2 separate regions of the Sus scrofa genome follow, and region 2 is linked to region 1. A link is a contact called in public promoter capture Hi-C data. All regions are on one chromosome and are shown on one strand. Each heading gives the region's core, a stretch centred on a gene start, on an enhancer-like site or on the middle of the called end of the contact. The rest is flanking DNA. Distances are from core to core; before and after follow the strand shown. Region 1 holds the start of EIF4E2 (eukaryotic translation initiation factor 4E family member 2). Region 2 holds the start of ATG16L1 (autophagy related 16 like 1).

The links. Promoter capture Hi-C pulls out the DNA fragments that hold promoters and counts their contacts.
Region 2: a contact with region 1 is called in a promoter capture Hi-C map of fetal liver, with 4 times the contacts expected there. The contact joins the promoter of ATG16L1 here to the promoter of EIF4E2 in region 1. A contact is called at or near these places in 3 of 5 promoter capture datasets (fetal liver, fetal skeletal muscle and liver), 7 of 47 Hi-C or Micro-C datasets (embryonic fibroblasts, epiblast stem cells, heart right ventricle and 3 more) and 1 of 2 datasets of contacts at active chromatin or transcription factors (alveolar macrophages).

What each region holds. Positions count from the first base shown.
Region 1 is chr15:133,056,602-133,064,179 of Sscrofa11.1, reverse strand. It overlaps EIF4E2 (eukaryotic translation initiation factor 4E family member 2), which reads right to left and starts at 3,900. Exons shown (of 7, transcript NM_001100191.2): 1 at 3,845-3,900. The coding sequence starts at 3,864. CHRNG (acetylcholine receptor subunit gamma) reads right to left here. Exons shown (of 12, transcript XM_003133731.3): 10 at 6,555-6,771; 11 at 6,232-6,365; 12 at 4,245-5,953. The coding sequence ends at 5,780.
Region 2 is chr15:133,648,200-133,655,777 of Sscrofa11.1, reverse strand. ATG16L1 (autophagy related 16 like 1) reads right to left here and starts at 4,314. Exons shown (of 17, transcript NM_001190273.1): 1 at 4,200-4,314; 2 at 528-621. The coding sequence starts at 4,314.

The DNA.
Region 1 (7,578 bases), core at 2,651-5,150:
GAGCAATGATAAAATCCACAGGGAAAAATCAGTGCTCCACAGCCTCAGGCAGCAATTAGTATCTAAGGCTGTCCAGACTGAGTGGCACCTAATGAGCTCACCAGGTATACCCCCGTACTCTGACTAGACAATTCACTGCAGGTAGGAACGTGGTCTAATCCATCTTTACACGTCCAGCATCAGGCAGTGGGAGAAATCACACATGTTTAGTGAATAGACTTCTTTTTTTTTAATTATTTATTTATTTATTTATTTAGTCTTTTTGCTATTTCTTGGGCCGCTCCCGCGGCATATGGAGGTTCCCAGGCTAGGGGTCGAATCGGAGCTGTAGCCACAGGCCTACGCCAGAGCCACAGCAACTCGGGATCCGAGCCGCGTCTGCAACCCACACCACAGCTCACGGCAACGCCAGATCCTTAACCCACTGAGCAAGGGCAGGGGCCGAACCCGCAACCTCATGGTTCCTAGTCGGATTCATTAACCTCTGCGCCACGATGGGAACTCCGAATGGACTTCTAAAATCAAAGCAGCACAAGGCAGAAGAGGATGCGCATCAAACAAGTTGTTCAGACAACAGTTAAGAATGAGCCAAAGCTTGGAGTTCCTCGGTGGCCTAGTGGTTAAGGATTCAGCATTGTCACTACTGTGGCTGGGGTTCAATGCCTGGCCCAGGAACTCCCACATGCGACAAACAAGGCCAAAAAAATGTTTAAAAAGGAAGAAAAAGATGAGCCAAAGCTAATGGAGAAAGAACAGGTACGAAATCAAATATGGCATCTAAATTTAAAAACCCAGCTCAATACCTTAGGGACTGAAGTACAGTGAAGGCTTCTTGGGGTTCTGCATATGAACAGGATCAAGGCCAGTGGGAGCTCAGGACTGGGGGTGGGGGGGCATTTAGGTTACGAAGCTGGAAAGTCTCACAAAAAGGGAGCCTAGAGCTCATCTTTAATCTAAACCCACCGGATTAGACTACAGTACTCAATCCAGGCACTGGATCAGGATTCTGGCAAACTGGAACACATCCTTAGGAGCCATGTGGTGAAGGGTGCAGAGGCCAAATACAAGGCAGTAGCCTAAAAACTGCACTCTTTCGCATAAAAACCAAAAACAACAAAAACAAAACTAAGGGCAGGGGTGTTGTTCTCAGGTGCTAATTAAATGGAAGACAGTTTTGCTTCCTGCAGAGCTAGAAAACAGATATTTTAAAAATCTGGCTCAGCATACAAATAGCTAATAACTAAAACTAATTAAAAACGATCAAAGTTAGTTTTCGTCAAGAGGTACTTGAACCAACATTAAACAAACCTGAGTTTGAATCCCACCATATGGCCCTTCTTGTTGCAGGCAAGTTATTTAATCTCAGAGAGTCTCGTTTTCCTTATCTATAAAGGAGGTTAACAAAATCTGCTTTAGAGGGTTGTTAGCAGACACAGAAATAATATACGAAAAGTAGCAACGCATGTGGAAGCCGTTATTGCCATTTTTCTTCTTTTTTTTTTGCTTTTTAGGGACCCATCTGTGGAATATGGACGTTCCCAGGCCAGGCATCAAATTGGAGCTGCAGCTGCAGGTCACAGCCACAGCAACTCGGGATCTGAGCTACGTCTGTGACCTACACCACAGCTCACAGCAACACCAGATCCTTAACCTGCTGAGCAGGGCCAGGGATCCAACCCGCATCCTCATGGATACTAGTTGGGTTGGTAACCTGCTGAGCCACGGTGGGAACAGTTCTGGTTAGACCACAGAGGGCCAGAGGAGGATTTAATGATGTGATCCTTGACATCTATCCAAAAATGAGGACCCACTTTTTCTTTTGATTATAAAAACAGAGCCCTCTTTCCTTTGGGACTGCACTCCCTGGCCTGCCCGCTTCTCTCTCACAAGCATCCGGTGGTAATAAATCACCCTTGTCTATCATTTTGCCTCTTGACCTGAGCTTCAGTATGTCCTGACACCAGGTGAGTGGTTTCAATTAAAAGTGGGTTTGAGGAGTTCCTGTTGTTGCTCGTCAGAAATGAATCTGACTAGCATCCATGAGGATGCAGGTTCAATTCCTGGCCTCACTCAGTGGGTTATGGATCTGGCCTTCCTGTGAACTGTGGTGTAGGTCACAGACATGGCTCGGATCTGGTGTTGCTGTGGCTGTGGTGTAGGCCAGCAGCTACAGTTCCAATTTGAACCCTAGCCTGGGAACCTCCATATGCCATGGGTGTGGCCCTAAAAAGACAATAAAAGTGGGTTTGAGTCCCCCGCTAAGCTGGGGATTGTGGATGCAAGTCCCATTCTGAGTTCTGGCTGGGTTCAAGTCCCATCCAAAAAAGAGTGTGGGGGAGTGCCTGTTGTGGCTCAGCCGAAATGAATTTGACTAGCATCCATGAGGACACAGGTTCGATCCCTGGCCTTGCTCAGTGAGTTAAGAATCTGGCATTGCCGTGAACTGTGATGTAGCTCATGGACATGGCTCGGGTCCCACATTGCTGTGGCTGTGGTGGAGGCCGGCAGCTACAGCTCCAATTTGACCCCTAGCCTGGGAACTTCCATTATGCCTGGGGTATGGCCCTAAACAAGCAAGCAAGCAAGCAAGCATTTGTTTGTTTAAATAAACCCCAAAACCAAAAAAATCAAAAAGGAATGTTGTTTCAGCAAGAGTCCGCTCAGCAACCAAGAAACATGCCTGAAGAGTTACCAGGAGGGCTGGAATCCAGGACCTCTGAATTATCCACCAGCACTCACTGTACTGGAAAAACTCAAAATTTCCCATCAGCAACAGTGAGTGGCAACCTCAACTAAGAGTAATTTCAGTTTACATTTATATCTCCCTGTCAGTTTACAAAGTACCTTAAGCACGGCTGGATGTGATCTGATCCATATCACATTCAGTGTGGCAACAGGGCACTAACCACTAATGTGGTTTGGGTAACAGTGGCTCAGAAACCGGGTAACTTTTCTGCCGTCAAATAACTGGTGACTGGTGGGTCTGGGACTGGAAATCTAGGTCTTGGGAAGAGAAGATAGAGTTACTAGCCGATTAAAAGACAGCTAAGAACATAATCTATCCCGTGATAACAATCGCTGGAGGAAAATATGCAAAAATAACTGCATTTCCTTCCTGCGCCTCCAAATTATTTGATGCTGGAACTAGAAATCGTATGAGATATGCACAGAGCTGCAAAGGAAGGGTAAAAACAAGTGAACTCGCTGGGCAAGAAACTGAGGCGCCCTTGTTTGGAGTGTGTTGGAAGACGGGGAAAGGAGGGGGAGGAGAAAGGAAGCAGGAAGGAGTCTCAGCAAGACGAGGAGAATTCCGTAACTGAGCAGCCACTGCGCTGAGCGCGGCAGCCACATTACCTCACCGCATCTTTGCAACTCTCCCACATGGGCTCTGTTACCGTGCCCACTTTGCAAGTGAGAACACAGACAGGAGACGGGACCTCGCTAGGCCACCGTGAGTGTGTGCGGAAAGCTGGATTCAGAGCCAAGGGAGACAGGCTGCGGAAACACCCAAACCACCGAGGTCTCCGCCCCTCCACGCCGCGGGCAACCTGCACCCGCCGCGCTGGGCGTCCAAAAATCCCCTTCCGGGCGGCACGGCCACCTCCTCCCCCCCCCCGCCCCGCACGTCGTCCTCGGTCCGTATGACCCTGGGACCCCCCGACACCCCGGCATCCCACGTCCCCAAACCCCCTTTCCCCGCCGGCCGCGCAGGCCGGGCCAGCCCGCAGCCCCAGCGAGGGAGGGGAGCCGGTGCCGCAGTTTGCGCCTGCCGCGGTCCCGGCGGGGGCGGGCGCGGGGAGCGGTTGGGGGAAGGGGCCCCGGGGGTCGGCCACGCGGCACTCACGCGTCGAACTTGTTGTTCATCCTCTCGCCGCCGCCGTCGCCACTGCCTCACGGAGTGACTTCCGCTCCGCCAGGTCCCTCCGCCTCGGGTCCGGCCACTTCCGGTTGCGCGGGACGCGGCGGAACGTCTTTGCGCCGGCCAGGTGGGAGCGCGTATCCCAGGACGCCGGCCCCCGGCCGCTGCGCCGCGGCGCTGGGTTTGGGGGACCCGGCGGCCTGCGGGCCTGAGCTGTGTTTCTGTTGGGTTGCCGCCGCCCGCCCTGCCCAGGGGAGCGCGTCCTGAGCCCTTCTCCGGGCAGGTTCGGAGAAATACAGCGCCGAGTCGGCGGCGGCGCAGGCTCTGGACCCATGGCTTTGGTACAGATCCCGACTCCACCCCCAGGGCGGCTGCACGGTACTGGCGATCCTGTACTGAAAGTATCCGCCTCTTCAGGTTGGCGTGTGGATTGAACGGGACCGTCAGTGGTAGGCGGTAGACAGGTGCCCCTCATAAGCGATAGCTGTTGTTAATCGTTGCTTATTTCTGCCAGGAGCTACAGAGCTAATCTCCGCTTTCTGAAGCAGTCAGAGATTGAGGGACCAATACCAGGTGACTAAGCTAGTAAGAGGCATACAGGAACCAGGGATGGTCCACCATCCTCCAGTTGCCTGCCAGATCTAAGCCCCTGCTTCAGATGCACAGCGGGCGCGCACACACACACACTGGAGTAAATGAGATGAGTTTGTGGTGACTGATTCCCAAAGCCAGCAACCCTCCACGTGGGGGAGGGGGTTATTTCCGGGGTCCTCTCCCCTCTCCATTATCAGGTCTTTATGTGACACTTTAACACTTTTTAGTCACTTTCACTGCACCTTTGATCTTGTGATGAGGGTAGAGAGGAACTGACACCTGTGCCCGTATTTATAGATGAAGAAATAGGCTGAGGGAACACAAATGACTTGCCCAAGTCGTCACCACCAGAACTCAGGCCCCAGCTATACTCTCAAAGCAGAGTCTTCTCCCTCAGAAAGACCAGCTGGCCATGTTTCCTGAGAGGGGCAAAGGGAGACTGGTCAGGGTCGCCTCCCTGCCTTCCTGCCTCCCTGCCTAGCTCGACCCCTCCTTTGGGACCAGTGCAAATACATGCCCTGGCCTGTGAGAAGAGAAGAAGGAAGTGTCTGTTTTCTAGGCCATCGAACTTTCTCGGAGTGTTGACGATTGGGTCAGAGTTGGGAATTCTGGACTCCAAACCTTATTTAGCCACCACTGGTCTGGGAAGCCCCTCACTCTGGGTCCCAGTTTGCCCAGGCCAAACACGGGGGAATAGTGACTCTTGCTTTTCCATGATGCTATGAGGAGCTCTTACTTTAACCATGGAAAAAGATGCTAGAACTCACAAAATGTTTGGTGATCAGTGACCCCAAAAATGCATCCGAATGGAAAGACCACTGGTACAGGTGAGTACTGGGTGCTCACAGCACCCAGAAAGCAGGCAGATGCCAGCTGGAGTGGACAGCTGCCTTTCTTTCACGAGAGCATTGGCTGCTACTCTTCACTTCTCTCTTGACTTCCCTCCTTCAGGAGCCTACAGGGAACTCATAGAAGGGAAAAGAGGGCCAGACCTGGAAGGATAGGACCTTGCCTAGTCAGGATAGGAAAAAACAGAGTCCTTAGGGCTTCAGAAATGATGGGAGTTGTTGACACTTTGCCGAAGTGAGGGGAATCACAGGACCAGCAAGCCAGTGCCACGTGGATGCCGATCCCACGAGCACATTTTGCCCACATCCCATCCCCAACCACTCCAGGGCTCCAGCTCTGCCGCTTTATTTCCCCAGCTTTTCTCAGGGCCTGTTGGCTCATATGACTGTGAAGGGGGCTCCCCAGAGAGCCTCCTCATAACCTCAGCAGCAGAACACAGCTGACAAGACACTGCGTGGCTAACAGCAATTGGTTGGCTCAGTCAGGGGAGGGCAGGTAGGGGCGGGGGTCTCCGGGGAATGGCAGGGCGGGCACCCGGTTGTAGTGGGCCATGAGGAAGATGCCAGCAGTGCCACAGACAAAGAGCGAGAGCATGACAAGGAAGCAGACACGGTCCAGCACTCGGCCCACCAGGAACCACTCCTCGTTCCCCTGAGGGTGAGAGGCAGGGTGTGAGATGACCAGTGGTGACACCAAGCTGGAGCCTTGTGCCACCCTTGGCCATCCAGCCTCCATTCATTTCCTTGAGTCCTTCTCACCTACTTCCAGGCCTCAACCTGGCTTCTTCCCAGGGGTCCTCTGGTCCCAGTCCCAGTTCTACCTTTCCCATCTCAATGCCCTACCACAGCCAGTCCCCTCATCCTGCCCCCATCTCAGGTCCAAGTCCCTCACCAGGTACTCAGCCCCCGACCCAGCCCAGACTGCCTTACACTGTCAAAGTGACTCTGCTGGTGCCGGGCGCGGGCAATGAGGTTGCAGGCTTCCACGCAGGCCTGGATGGCGGGGGCGGCCTGCTTCAGGCTGCCACACAGCTCCTGGCTCTGCCCGGACTCCCGGCCCTTCTCTGTTGGAGGCGGGAGGATTGGGGAGAAGAATGAAGGAAAACAGTCTGAGAAAGTGGCCTCTCCTTAGGGACCCCAGCCCCTCTCTCCCCAACCAGGACACCTGCCCAGCACTCATCTGCTGTGCCTGGCACCTTAGCCAACAGACGGCCCTTCCCGTCTGGAGTCCCAGGGTCCCACCCCCGCCTCACCTAGCTTCTCCAGCGCTGCCCTCACCAGCCCATTGCGCTGGTGCTGCCGGAAGAGGAGCTCACTGCGGGGCAGGCACAGGGCCACCTCCTCCCAAGCTGGGATGGACCATCCTGAGGAGGAGCCATTCCATAGCCGGGGCCGGGGGTCCTGCACAGCCGCTGGGGCCAGTGGGCGGACGTGCATCCGCAACAGCTGGGGCAGGAGCCGCAGGAACACCTGGAGGGGAGATGCTGGGGGTGATGTAGCTTTGCAGCCAGCAGACCTGGGCGTTTGGCAGCTGGGCTGGGCTTCAGAGCAGAAGGGCACAGAGGGCTCGTGAGCTGGGGGGCCAGAGGCAGCATGTCAGGCAAGGTGGGTCACTTGCCTGTTCTGTGCCAGACACTGAGCCCAGGGCCCAGACTTTTGTGCACAGCAGAATCACCAAGGCACTTGTCACAAACACAGGTTCCTGGGCTCTACCCCTGCTATTCTGGCCCAGGATGCCAGATGCCAGGGTGGGCCCGGAAATCTGCATTTGTGACAAGGGTCTCAGCTGACTGCTACCCGATGGGCCACAGATCACACCAGCACTGGAGGCAAACTGCTGGGCAGAATCCTGCCTCCGCCACTGTCTGGGCGTACGACCTTGGGTAAGCTATCTCACCTCTCTGTGCCTCAGTTTCCTCCTGTGTAAACTGTAGGTGATACTACTACCCTCTTTGGAGGGATTTTATGGACATTAAATAAGTTAGTATATTGGAGTTCCCTTTGTGGCTTAGTGGGTTAAGAATCTGACTAGTATCCATGAGGATATGAACTCAATCCCCGCCCTCGCTCAGTGGCTTAAGGATCCTGTGTCGATGTGGGCTGTGGTGTAGGTCAAAGACGCGGCTTGGATCTAGCGTTGCTGTGGCTGTGGCGTAAGCCGGCAGCTGCAGCTCCTAGTCTGGGAACTTCCATGTGCCTCAGGCTCGGCCCTCAAAAAAAAGTTAGTACATGTAATATACCTGCCCCATAGTAAGCATTATTCTTTTTTTTTTAATT
Region 2 (7,578 bases), core at 3,065-5,564, 590 kb before region 1:
TTCCTATTAAGGCAGATTCCCCCAATCTTTCTTAAAAAAAAAAAAAAAAAAAAAAAAAACCAAAACCTTTTTGCAACCTGCTAGTTTGATACACACTGAAATATGTTGAAACACACTGAACCAAAAAGGAGGATCAACGGACCAGTACAGCATAAAAAACAACTCGTGTTTACAGGCCAGTCAACTCTGTATCAGCGATCTTATAAATCTGCTCAAGATGCTCATTTGATTATTTAGAAAAAGTGAACCCCGGCAGGCTGGAGGAGGAACCGGCCTGGCTGAGTGCCTTAAGCAATCTCTCTCAGGCTTCCGGCGTACTGAGGAGTCTTCTAGGTGGGTAGGAACATACCTTCCAAAAAATGATTTTAGTTATTCGGCTTCAAAATTTCTTATTTAAAAGGAACTGACAAAAACTGAGGCACAAAAACAGTACTTGGTTTGCTTCAAATTTAGAGAAGTGACAACTGAACCGGGACAAACTTCAGTTAAGGAGGAAACACAAATAATACAGGATAGTTTCAAAATACCTTATCTCATGCCTGTTTGGTATGTCATGCTTTTCAGCTTGTAGCTTATGGGCCAGCACTGAATGAAGATCGGACTTTTCCAGCAACTTGTTATCTATCGAAGAAAAGAACAATTATTATAATCTATGTATGCTTTATTACTACTTAATATCTCATAAAGATTTGGAAAAAATCCAGAAGACGACAGGGTAGGCTACACCGTTATCGGGTTTCAAAGTACCAGGCACTGCACTTTGTCACAGATTGTAGCAACTGTCCGAACTCCAGAAGCACACACACCTTTTATGGCCCAAGCATAGAGAGCCCAGCCCAAGGAACCTGTGGAAAATCACTCCCAAAACACCTCCCCTCCCCTCAACAATGCTTTCTACTCCCACTGCTACCTACCTACCTGGGGAAGAGGAGACAAATCAACCAACCAAAACACAATGGAAAAAGGAAGCACGATGCACCTCTCAGTAATAGGGGAGAATATCTGGGGATTTTAATTTTTAGATCAGGGCACTAAGGATACAAATACAAACCAGAGCCCTGACTTCGGGGAGCTAAGGAAATGTGATATGGGGGTGGGGTGGGGAGGTCAAGCATAAAAAAGAAGAGTGAGTTTTTCACTCATTTCTCAGATGGTTTCACAGGTGAGAATGACTGATGGTCCAGGCAGAAGGTCTAAAGAGTTGTCTCGTAAGTGGCTAGAGATAAAAAAGTCAGTGCCAACACATGAAAGCCAGGATGAGAAACTTAGACTTTTTCTTACTGGCAATGCTGAAACCAAATTTTAAAAGCAGGCAGTGACGTGAACAGATATTGATTAGTAAGAAGTCAAACACAGAATTCTGAGGTTTCCTGTTCAGCCAACTGGGCACAAGATCCTAACTTGCCTGGGAATGTCAGAGCAAAGGGCTGGGGGGAAATGAATTCTCTGAGCGTAATAAATGTGACAGGGGACACAGTGCAGGATTTCAAAAGAAAAGGCAGGGCTAGCAATGACATGCACATAGGGGGCCAGCAAGATCACAGGTGGGGGGAGGCACTAAGCAGAACAAGAAAGGGACCGTGGGAAACTTACGGAATGCCTACACCTGATGGGGGCCGCCTCAAATCCCAAACGTCTGAGATTCAAGCTGCTCTACACATCTGGCAGGGTTTATGCTAGTGACTCTTCCTGCTAGAAGAGCTTATCCTTCCTCTTAGAGGGTGGAGTCCTACTTCTTGATATCAGAAAATGAAAACTGGGGAGTTCCCACTGTGGCCAGCTACCTGGGGAAGATGAAACAAATCCCAGGTATTAAGATTTGGGTTAAGAATCTGACTGCAGTGGCTCGGGTCGCTGTTGAGGGTTCGATCCTTAGCCCAGCACAGTGGGTGAAAGGATCCAGCATTGCTGCACCTGTGGTTTGGATTCAATCCCTGGCCCGTGAACTTCAGTGTGCCGCAGGGCCATCTTAAAAAAAGAAAAAAGAAACATTCTGGGCAGAAAGAGACAGAAACACTACCTTCATCTACATTAATTTAGTAACTTAGTTCAGCAGAGCAGGGAAGTGAATCCGGCCCTGGATGTGCTTCAGTGTCAACAGTCCCTGGTAAGATCTTTGAAACGTCACAGCGGTGCCCAGTAACAGCAGGCCTTTCAAAGGACCTGGGGTATCCAAGAGGGATTCTTCCTAAAAGTTCCTCTCACGAAAGAGAAAGATGGAGGTGGGGGGGAGAGGCTTGCTGTCCCTGTCCCTTCTTTTTATCTTTCTGCTCCAGCTCAGAGGGAGGGACAGAACAGGAAACTCCGACAGCCTTGGGAGGCGGGCAGTGAAGAGGCGGGCTGTTCCACAGTCAAACCAGAAGTGACCCCCCGAATGCCAGCTCCCCCCACAACCGACACTGAAGATTTTCCATGGGCAGAGGCCGTCTAGCCCTCTTAGCCCTCATCCCAGGCTCCTCCCCTCCGCAGGCCCCTCTGACGTGCGTGACTCACATCTGCTGTCTGAAGCTGCATTCCCTCTCCAGACCCATCTGTCCTTCTGACCTTTCTCCCAGACCCTACACCCCCTTTAAGACGTCTACTTCCAACGCGCAGAAAAACATTCAATCGTCAATGTAATTATAGGCACCTTCCGTTTATAGACAATTATGTCCATGGCTTCACAGCACTTGGACGCACAGCACTGTATTTATGAAGCAGGCAGAGCACGCTGCACCCCTGTTTCATGGGTGCCAGCAAACCAGCCTCAGGTGAGTGAAGGGAATGCAGTCAGACCTCCAGCCCAATTTGACTTGCAATGTGTATTACCTTTTAGAGAACAAGCATTTGCTAAAACACCTGATGACTTGAATTCATGTGACCCAAGACGGAATCCCATTTGAGGAAGGCGTTTCCTGTGCTTTCGGCTTTTCCGAAACAGCACTGGGCGGCTGGGGCTTCTCAGACTGTAAGGAATTAGCACAAGAGTGGCACAGCCACCCTTTTCTCCACATCCTAGTTAAGAGGAGGGGCTTGGCAAAAGCAAGGAAAGCTACTTCTTAGGGGATGAAGAGAGAAAAGCAAATGCAAAAAAGAAGCCACTGAGACTGTGTGCCCAACCAGGACCTACCATTTATCCGCTGTACCTTCCCAGAAACATTACCTAATCTCCCACAGTCTCAGTTTCCTCTTTGGAAAAAGGGCAATAATAGGATCTGCCTCAGAGAATTTTTGGAAAGACCAAGTGAAACGATACATGCCAACTATTTACCATAGCACTTAAATTTGCCTGCATATTAGAATCACTTGGGGAGCATCAAAAATCCTGAATCCTGTGTCCCACTCTCTAACACTGCAGTTCAGCTGGCCTAGGGTGTGGTCTGGGCTTTGTAATGAAAAAAAAAAAAAAAAAGTCCCCACCTGATTCTCATGTGCCCATACATTCAGGAACCACAAATCTAGTATAATCAGAATTCAATAAAGGACAACAATAGTACTTGAATCCCATCATCAACATAATTTGAGGCTTGCAGGCTTACTTCAAGAGGAAGACAAAACAATAGGTCAGAAGAATGCTTGTTTCTTCCCCGAAGTGTGTCATTAGTTCTGGTTAAAAAAAAAAAAAAAAAAATGGGGGGAGGAAGTGGGGCAAGGAAATGCTCATTAGAAGGTATCTAAGGGCACAAACACTTCTGTACTCGAATTGCAGCAGCGGGGGTGGGTGTGAGCCACCTCTTTCATACAGAAATTTTCAATAACGGTAAAGACTATGATGTCCCAACTGAAAAATACGTTAAAAGACTCTAAATATTTTAAAATCAAAGAACATCGAGGTGAAGAACAGGTCTGAGAAATGCAAGGCGAGCATTTCACTGCACTGAGAAGATGACGATAATGGCGCGAGTGAATGCCTAAAGTCTGTAACTGTTTCAGTAACGCGATGCCCGGAACAGGATGTTTCTGGAACCTGGCTATTTAACTACACAAGCGCTGTGTGCACTTGGGATTTACCAGCAGAAACGTGAACGGTGCCTGCCCGTGACGAATACCCGATGCGGTAGCGAGAGCCTCCGCAGTCACACCCAAAGATAAAAGTGAAGAGCGAAAAAGATCTAAAAAGGCCCGCGGGCGGCGCGGGGGGCTCGGCCTCCGGTTCCCACTAGCGCCCCGCGTGCCTCGGCGGAGTCCACCGCCTGCCCCCGGGCCCGCCCGCCGCTCACACTGCAGGATGATCTCTTCGAACGCCTGCCTCTGCAGCCGGTCCCGGCGCCTCAGCTCCTCCGAGATGTGGCGCTTCCACCGAGGGAAGACCGCGGCGCGGAGGCTCGACGACATATCGCCCGCTGCCCTGGCGCCTCAGCGCCGAATAGCCAAGCGGGAGCAGGCGGCCGGGGCCCGCACCATGAGGCAGCCAGCGCGCGCTGGAGGCCTGCAGCCCCAGCACTCAGCTCCGCGCGCAGGCCGCCGACGATGCCATCCGGGACGGACTTCCGATCCCTGACGGAAATAGCTTTGAACTGGGCCGGAAGGACCGCCTCCTCACCCGACGTCTTACGCCGCACGCACGCACCTGTCGGGCGCTCGCTAATGACACCATCCCGGGGCCGGAAGTGTCGGTGGTAGAGGTGCGGCCGCTAGGAGGCGTGCCGACCACGTTGGAGGCTCTGTCCTGCGGGGTTGGGGGCGGGAGAAGGAAACAGTTAAAGGGCAGTTTCTGTCCACCTGCTGTTTCTCTTGCTTTTCTTTGTTTTGTATTTTCTTTCTTGGCCTGTCTCCGTTTTCTCTATCCACTGTACCAGGAGTTGTAAACTCCCCATATCGTAGCTGCCCGACCATAGATAGTGACAACCTCCCTAAGCCTCCCTAAGGTTTCCCAGTTTGTAAAATGGGGAAGTTCCCTAAAGCGGGAAGGAAAGATACCCACCTCACGGAGTTGTCATGAGGATTAAAAGTAATTACCTCTATAGTACAGTTCACACTGTGCCTGTACGTGGTAAGCCTAACTTTATACCTAGACTTGATATCCTTCAGAGTTCTATCCAACGTTTGGTTGCTTTATCAAGAGCGTCTCATTGACCCGGGAAACAAGTTTTTATTTACAGTGAAGAAATGGAATGCAAAGAACAGCTAAAGAAAGATGTGACCAGAGCAGCCATGTTAATCACTAGAAGCCTAGAAATTACCTATGACCTAACAGTGACTGGATCCTTAGAAAGTAATTTAAGGGTTGGGATACAAAAAGGACCGTGAAATAGGAAAAGGCCCATTAGCCAGTAGATGGAAGTGGGAGGTAGAAGACACAGACTCAGGAGATGATAGCATCTGTCAACTCAGAATGGAAAACCTTGGTCTGTAATAGAATCATCTGAGCTCCATCTGCTTTCAGCAAGTTAGTGAATTTACTTCATGAAAATAGATCTGCTTCATTAACAAAGTAGGAGGCAGAAGAGAGGAAAGGAATGTCAGAAACTGCCTTCTCTTTCCATGTGTCTCAAGTCCAGAGGAAGATCCTTCACAGACAGATAAGAAAGCCTTTCATCTTCTGTGGAGCCTGGGAGTAGGACAGTCAGCCTCCTAGAGCTGTAAAGATATTTTGTTGGCAGCCAGTGGTGAGTGAGCTGAATTTGTGGGAAAGACCCACGGGGATCAGAAATAGAAGGGACTTCCTCACACCCCGAGGAAAATGAAAAGGCAGTTTCTGAAAGTCACTGAGAGTATACTAGTGGTACCATCCTCAAAAGAGCCTTGCATCAGGTCTTGAGAGTTGACTATGCTAATTCCCCAGACAAGATTATGATTAAGCATGTTCACAAATTTGCAGAACCAGCAGATTTCCTTACAGGAAGTTATGCAAACAGATATTTGGACAAATGCCCGCACAGAGAAATCTTTGACACAACGTTGTTAATAATAACGGAGAGCGGGGACCAATCTGTATATATTTCCACCAGTAAGGGTTAAACTGCTGTGTATTTATTGTTCAAAAAAAGTTCATAATAGGAGTATATGGTAGCAATGTAGTTTACGTAGAAATTTCTGTGTCTCTGGCTCCTCATAGGCAAAATTTTGTTGAATGAATGGAGAATATAATTTCTAAACTAAGGATACTAAACTCTAGTTCTGCCCCTTCCGTAACTGGCCAGCTTTGTCTGGTGTACACTGTGGCTCCCCACCCCCTTTCTGCTCACCACGCAGTACCTTTGGCTTCACTGTGCTTCTGTTGGGCAAATGCTTCCCTTCTGACTTCTCTGAGTTAATTTCTGTGAGTTAATTCTCAGCTCACTAGTCACTTCCTCGTAACCTTCAAATAACAGACCTTCACGACTAGCTCAGTCTCCCTATTACATGTGTACCTCTCTGCTTATAGCATTTATCACAGTAGCAGCTTTGCATGTATTTTATCCTTACTCGCTTAAGGCATGTCTCTCCGTCACAGACTCTAAACTATGTGGCAAGAGTTGTGTCTGTCTTTGCTTATCGTTTTATCTCTGGCAGGAGCATGAAGCCTTTCATATATTAGACGCTCGGTAAATGTTGTTAATTAATGAATGGAATTTGTGGAAATAGGAGTATCTCTGGGCAGTAGCAGAGACACTCTGGTGTCCTTTTATTGTATGTATTTTCTATATCTTATGTGCATTTTTTTCTGTCTTTTTGCCTTTTCTAGGGCCACTCCTGTGGCATATGGAGGTTCCCAGGCTAGGGGTCTAATCAGAGCTACAGCTGTTGGCCTACACCAGAGCCACAGCAATGCGGGATCCAAGACGCATCTGGATCCCTCAGCTCACGGCAACAGCAGATCCTTAGCCCACTGAGCAAGGCCTTAACCCACTAATCGAGGGTAGGGATCGAACCCGCAACCTTATGGTTCCTAGTTGGATTCATTAACCACTGTGCCACAACAGGAACTCCCTTATGTGCATTTTCTAATTGTTGTGCATTATACATGTACGACACATGAGAGAGAAAGTTACAGAAACGAACGTAGGTTTGTTGATAAAACCCTTTCTTCAGCAGAGCACTTGCACCTGTGGGAGAGAAACCAACAAGGAGGAACCCTTCTACAACAGCATGGGCCATGTGCTCTTCTGAATATTTCACATAGTGTAACTCTGAATCCTCCAACAACCTACTCAGTAAGGTTGTTTTTACCTACTGTTAGCACTTTTTTTTTTTTTTTTTTTTGTCTTTTTGCCTTTTCTAGGGCCGCTCCTTCGGCATATGGAGGATCCCAGGCTAGGGGTCTAATTGGAGCTGTAGCAGCCGGCCTACGCCAGAGTCACAGCAATGCCAGATCCAAGCCGTGTCTGTGACCTACACCACAGCTCACAGCAACGCCGGATCCTTAACCCACTGAGCAAGGCCAGGGATTGAACCTGCAAGCAACCTCATGGTTCCTAGTCGGATTCATTAACCACTGAGCCACAATGGAAACCCCTGTTAGCATCTTTATTCTCATTTACATCTTAGGAATCTGAGACATGCAGAGGTTAAGTGACTGACCTGAGCACACCTGGGTGTTTAGAGCACACCTGGATAGTTAGCGGCAAGATCTGGGTTCAAACAGGCAGTTTGGGAGCTCCCTGGTGGCCTAGCAGT